2 separate regions of the Mus musculus genome follow, and region 1 is linked to region 2. Evidence: chromatin contacts called from public Hi-C data. All regions are on one chromosome and are shown on one strand. The core of a region is the stretch at or near the end of the contact, and the rest is flanking DNA. Distances in the headings are between cores, read along the strand shown. Region 1 has its middle 3.5 kb from the start of Gm6360. Region 2 has its middle 67 kb from the start of Gm6360.

Evidence for each region. Hi-C and Micro-C count contacts between places; a contact is called where the count stands out from the background.
Region 1: a Hi-C map of embryonic stem cells shows a contact between it and region 2, with 4 times the contacts expected there. The contact joins two enhancer-like sites. A contact is called at or near these places in 2 of 39 promoter capture datasets (embryonic stem cells and stem cell-derived epiblast-like cells), 6 of 15 datasets of contacts at CTCF or cohesin (the G1E-ER4 cell line, embryonic stem cells and stem cell-derived epiblast-like cells), 138 of 484 Hi-C or Micro-C datasets (ECoMG myeloid progenitors, ECoMG-derived neutrophils, the G1E-ER4 cell line and 55 more), 28 of 115 datasets of contacts at active chromatin or transcription factors (acute myeloid leukemia, astrocytes, bone marrow-derived dendritic cells and 7 more) and 1 of 9 other capture datasets (embryonic stem cells).

What each region holds. Positions count from the first base shown.
Region 1 is chr8:78,067,334-78,070,510 of GRCm38.p6, reverse strand. No RefSeq gene overlaps it. Among named protein-coding and RNA genes, the nearest start is that of Gm6360, 3.5 kb to the left of the region's middle. Within about 2 kb of position 1,765, at least 7 of the 459 cell types and tissues checked have an H3K27ac peak or open chromatin away from gene starts, as enhancers often do. A contact at or near this core is called in embryonic stem cells, where this site is marked.
Region 2 is chr8:78,138,382-78,141,360 of GRCm38.p6, reverse strand. No RefSeq gene overlaps it. Among named protein-coding and RNA genes, the nearest start is that of Gm6360, 67 kb to the right of the region's middle. Within about 2 kb of position 1,675, at least 7 of the 459 cell types and tissues checked have an H3K27ac peak or open chromatin away from gene starts, as enhancers often do. A contact at or near this core is called in embryonic stem cells, where this site is marked.

The sequences.
Region 1 (3,177 bases), core at 516-3,015, 71 kb after region 2:
CACACACATGCACACATACACAAATACACACACATACATGCCCATAATTTTAAAAATAATTTTAAAACGTCTTCAAAGCTCAAGGAGCTTCAAGTGTGCCTCATAGGAGGTCAAGGTTGACTGTACATATACTAAAATTTCCTTCAGTATCTGTATGTATGTCATTACTCGGTCTCCCAGGGAACGAGCATGCGCTTTAGCAGAAAATAAGTATAACCAGTAGGTAAGAGTATGAGTATCTGTAACTATGCGCATTAATAAGTAGCAATGACTATGAACGTGTCAATATCAATGACAACTTTTAAAATAACCATGATGCTAAATAATCATGGACATAAAAATGTGGTAGATGATGCAAGGATTTCTGTTTGAGATGTTCCGTGCTGTCCTTGCTATCTTTGATCGTCTGTATCATATGATCTGCTTCTGTGCTGTGACACCTGAGAATAAGTGATGGAAAATGTGAGTTATTAACGTCACGGTAATCTCGCTCCATACCCCAGGAGCTGGAGCTGGAGAATACAGGTTTCCCTGTCAGCTGGGGTCCATGCGCCAGGGACAGTCACTTGGCTTCTTTAGACTTTTGATCTCCATGTTGAAGTTTTTGAGACTGATGTTTAAAAGTGTTGACAACAGACAGTATACATTTGCACAAACTCTAAGTCTCCTGTAAAGGTTGCTTGGATTAAATAAGAAATCATCTTGTTATTCCTTTGTTTTTGCCCTGACACTGGGCAGTGATTCTGGAGCCTGCCCTTGCTGAGGAAGCTCTACCACTGAGTCACTTCTCAAGTATGTAATGGCTTTAAATTTTGAGGCAAGGTCTCCCTGAGTTCCCCAGGCTGAGCTAGAACTCACTTCATGGCCCAGGCAGGCCTTGGCTTTCTGATCTTCCTTCCCCAGTCCCCAAGTGCTGGGATCACAGCAGGGCCATCATTTTGTTAAAAGCTAGGCTCTTCATCAGCACTTTCTCTGTAAGTGAGGGGTAGTACTGGAATGAGGAGCATCTCCATAGGTGGATGTTACTTTGTCACTAGCCTTCAGAAGAGTATATTCAGACCCACTTGAGTTTTGACAAAAGGCTATGAAACAAACAGCTGAAAAAAAAGAAAGAAAGAAAAAAAGACAGGAAGGAAGGAAGGAAGGGAGGGAGGGAGGGAGGGCGGGAGGGAGGGAGGGAGGGAGGGAGGGGGAGAGAGAGAGAGAGAGAGAGAGAGAGAGAGAGAGAGAGAGAGAGAGAGAGAGAGAGAAAATTAAAACTATGGACATGCCTTGTTGCTCCACCTGCGATCTTGTGTTCAGACATGGAATGCCCAGAGAACTTGAGCAACAGTAAGGAGCTTTTGGAGGCAATTGCTACTCACAGTATCGGGAGCACCCAGCTATCTTATGTGAAATTCTTTTCATCTTCCCTCCACTCTCTTGTGAAAAGCAGGAGGCTTTCTGAGAGGCACAGACATTCTCAGTCTTTGCAACAAGACAGCTTTCTTGCTGGTTGAGCTCAGGAGAGGCAGGGCAATTTTGTGTTAAACAGACTCAGAAGATGACAGGAAGGAGGTAAGTTTATAGCCGGAAATCCATATGCAAACCGTCCCTTGGAAGGTTGCTTTTTACTGTCTTGTACAAAGTTAATGGAAACCAAGGAGCTACCATTCCAGAATCTTCGTCTCCTTTAATCCTTAATGACGAAATAAAAATGGGCAGCCTGTATCCTGCAGCAGCTCCAGCCAGCAGACCTCTAGGAAACAAGGCTCCCTACAGACTTTCCCTTGATCTTAAAGCTCAACTTGAAACATTTATATGCACAGAGCACCTGGCCGGGAGATGTGAGAAGGGCCTTTTTTTCCCCTCCACCTTGGCTCTATTTCTTTCTTTAATAATAAATTCTCAGGTTTCTTTCTTCCCTTCCTGAAAATTGATTCTATTCTAAGTAGTGTTTTTTGTTCTTTCTTAATAGTTTAAGGAAAGCAAGACAAACTTGAAAACCCCCCATTAACACCCGTCAGGGGTCCTGCCTGCCCACCTGTATCATCTTTGTTTTTCCAAAGATGAAGCAGAAAAGTCAAGTCAGGGTTGATTAATTCTAATCAGGTTGAGGACTTTCTTTGTTTGAATTCAAAGGGCTCCAGGTAACCTATTGTGCAGCTTAGTGGCAAGGGCTGCGCAAATCTTCTCTTGTACCCCCTGCGTCGTGAAGAAGCAATGAGCTCACAAACTTGTTCTGACTGCTGCTCCCGCTCGCTCAAACATGCAGGTGTGCACACACTGTCACTCGCTTAAACACGCAGGTGTGCACACTGTCAGGTGTTAAACAAAGGAGGAAAGCTGGAGCTGGTCCTAAAATGTCATCGTCATCTGGGGTATGTCCTCAACGGAATTATAATGCACTTCATGCTACAATGACATTTGGTCCAACAAGAAAGTGTGTGCCGGATGCAAGACAGACACCTCACTTTTATTTTGCAACAAATATATTTAAAGGAAGAAGAACAATTTCGAAATATCACTGGGCTGTGTTCTTTCTTCCATCTTTCTGTTCTCTCCTTCTTCCCGGGCTTCACCTCATGGAAGATTTTACGAAGTCAAGCTTAAAGACTGTGGTACAAAATGATAAAGAAATCACTGATATTGGGACAGAGGAGCTAAAAGGCAAGACATGAACAAGGAAGGAGATTTCTAAAATATACAAAGCAAGTCCCTGCTCTGTAGCTATGGCAGGATACAAGGTACACATTTGGCTTTCCATATACCACCCACCACCACCCTACGCTGTGCCCCAGCAAGGCTCTCAGGTGGCCAATTTACTGCCCCCCCCCCTCTAACCCTGCCCTCTTTAGGCTCATTCTCCAAGACCAAGTGCTACTTGCATTCAGCCAACAGATGAAAGGAGGCTCTCCTTTGCCCACAGTATTTAGGATTAAGGTCTAGTTGCTCACTGCAGCATCTAGACTTTCATAGCTAGACACTCGACAGCTTTCAGGCTCTCTGGCTGTCCCAGCCTCCCTTGCACACACCCTTTGGCCAGCCCACACTTCCTTCAGCATGTAGACTCCATCCTTCTCTGTATCACTTTGTTAGTCGGCTTCTCTGCCTCTCCACTCTGGGTCACTCATACTCTTCAGGCTGATAGTGCTCCTGTGTAGGTCCAACCTATGCTTCTTAATCCTGATGCCTCCA
Region 2 (2,979 bases), core at 426-2,925:
GAAAGAAGTTCTGCTTTCCTACTTTCTCACTGTCTTTCAAGATTTTGTCTTTCAAGCAGGTAAATCAACATTCCCGAGGCGGACCAGCGGATGTGCATCCCCGCCCCCCTAGAGCACACAGGCGGCAGCTGTTACCCCCAGTCTCAGGACATTTCCAGCATGTGGCTTTCAGTCTGAGTTAAAAATTTAGGTTTACCTAGAGGGCTAGAAGAGTAGATTTTTCTATATCAATAAAGATTGGTTTTTATTTTGGTAGACAGGCTTAGCCCCTTAGCTGACCTCTGGCTTTTCACCCTTGCTGTTACTGCAAGGTGTCCTTAGCTCAATAGGCTGTGGAAAAAACAGGGATGAGGAGGAACGACTTCCAGCTCCTATTTTACCCACAAATCGTGGTGTTATTAACGACATAATTCTTGCTTAGGCTTTGCTAATTCTGAGGTTGATAATTCTCCTTTAGGAGCTGCACAGCACTCAGAACTGTGCATACTGGTTTGTGATTGTACAAATTCAGTATGGGCACCGCTTGGTGCAGAGATACTTACTGCAAGGGAAGGTCCGGCTTGACCATTTCTGAGTTTCCTGTGAGATAAACCCGGTTTGAAAGAGGTTGGTACCAAATTTTGGTTAAAAATAAAAAATATTCTCCGGCTCTACCTCGCCTCCCCAAAAGGTACCGAGAGCCACATGTGTGGGTTTTACCCACGGGAAAAATCGGGTCCATGTCCACCCAAGCCAAGGTTAAAAGCCCACTCATCTACGGATGAGAAAATCATTTGATCACCTCAGTTAAGCGTTGCCTTATTTAACTTAATTAATAGGGGGGAGAGAGATTGGAGACGTACTATTGAAAGGGCAAGCCTTTCACTGCCTCCCACCCAAATAAAAAAGCCAATTGGCCTTGTACTACAAGAGCCGGTCACTCCTTCTCCCTGTTTCCCACCTATCTTCCAAAAATGCGGAGGAATTCAACTTAGTGCTATTTTCACATCGTTCAGTCAAACTTAGCCAGAGTTCCAACGCCCTACTTAAAATTCAACTAGAAAGTTACCTACCAAGTACTAATTAGCATTATAAAGTCAGAGTCTGCAGCTCCAGGCCTTTCAGTTGTTTACTAGAAAGGACAGTCTTAAGCCAGATACAGTTTACCATAAGAAAGGTTAAAGAATCCCAGTGAAGCAAGTTTTTTCTTTAGCCCTAAATTCCAGGCAGAACTATTGAGCATAGATAATTTTCCCCCCTCAGGCCAGCTTTTTCCTTTTTTTTATTTTGTTAATAATAGGGAGGAGATGTAGTCTCCCCTCCCCCAGCCTGAAACCTGCTTGCTCGGGGTGGAGCTTCCTGCTCATTCGTTCTGCCACGCCCACTGCTGGAACCTGCGGAGCCACACCCGTGCACCTTTCTACTAGACCAGAGATTATTCGGCGGGAATCGGGTCCCCTCCCCCTTCCTTCATAACTGGTGTCGCAACAATAAAATTTGAGCTTTGATCAGTATAAAATTGCCTTAGCTCCGTTTCTTCTTTTGCCCCGTCTAGATTCCTCTCTTACAGCTCGAGCGGCCTTCTCAGTCGAACCGTTCACGTTGCGAGCTGCTGGCGGCCGCAACACTACGTCCCAACCTGCATTCAGCAGATGGCAGTGTTCCAGGGCTTTAAGAAGATGCTGGTGTTGGGCCGGCATAGATGAAGCAATTTTATCATACTAATAACTGACGTTACTCAGGCATTCTCGATCAGGCTGCACTTACAGTATTAAAATGCACAAGTTAACTGACATTGAGAGAATTCTGTTCATTAAGAAGGTGCTGTTGTCTTTCCAGGCATTCTCCAGCCTCAGGACCTCTGCACTTTCTGTTTCTCCTGTAGCAACACTTTCAGTTAACATGTGCAGCCTCCTCACCTCTTCTCTTGGTGTCTGATCTAGTGTTATCTGCTGAGCGATGATTGTTCTGCTCTATCAAGCTGTTCTGTGGAGCTCTTTATTCTCTTGCTGTACTTCATTTTTCATCATGGGTTGTGACATGAATCTATTATGAGTTGTCTTTTCCCCACCTAGAACTTACTAGATGGGAATGGGAACTCTGTCTAGTCGATTTAAGGCCATGTTCCCAGCCACACAATAACTCCCTTTCCAGGGAATGGTTTTGGAGTGCCGCCATCCGAATTTACAAGGAGGAAATGAAGATAGCTTAAGCAAATTTCTCCAACTCTTGGAACTCCTGGAAGTACGGCACTGGGGCCCAGCTCCCCACTGTTGTCCATGGAGTGCCTTGTGATTTATCCTTCCCCCAGTCTCTAGAGAGCCTCAGAGCTACAGTGAGCACTGAAACAGTGATCAGGAAAACACTGTAAACAAGGACTGCAAAAGGCCACAGCAGGCCTTCTGGGCTCTAGATTCCAGTCTAGACCTCTTTCTACACATGTCACTGGCTAGGGCTGGCTCCATTTCCTCCCAGTGTGAACAACCGAGGCTAAACCCTCCCTCAGACCTGAAAACTATTGACATTCCTATCAATAAGGAAAGGCCAGGGTGGCTCTATTTACCAGTGTGTTTCTGAATGCCAGTATGGAGACTTAACCGTCCTCTGGTTGAAAAGCTCAGATCCCGGTCTATGGTCTGTGTTCAGCTATTCACTGTGGAGCAGCAATGAATGCCATGACATCCTGGGAAACTTTGCTGAAGCTGGGGCTTTCCTTGTCTTTTCAACTCACTAATCAGGGATCAGAAGTCTGAAATCTCAAGCTCTGTGTCTTTCTAAGGAGGCATGGAGAAGCTTCCAGAAGGAACATCTCAGTCCGTTATACCTGCACCTAAGGCATGCTGGGTGTCTAGGCCACTTCGTCATCAGCTGAGTGGCAGGAACTGGTCTGGGTCTTAAGTTCACACAACTTTTGCATTTGGTTTGAGACCTAGAAGACTGGGTCTGAAGGCTTAGATTGAAAACATTGAACGAGAGTGACCAACTCAACCTATGAGAACT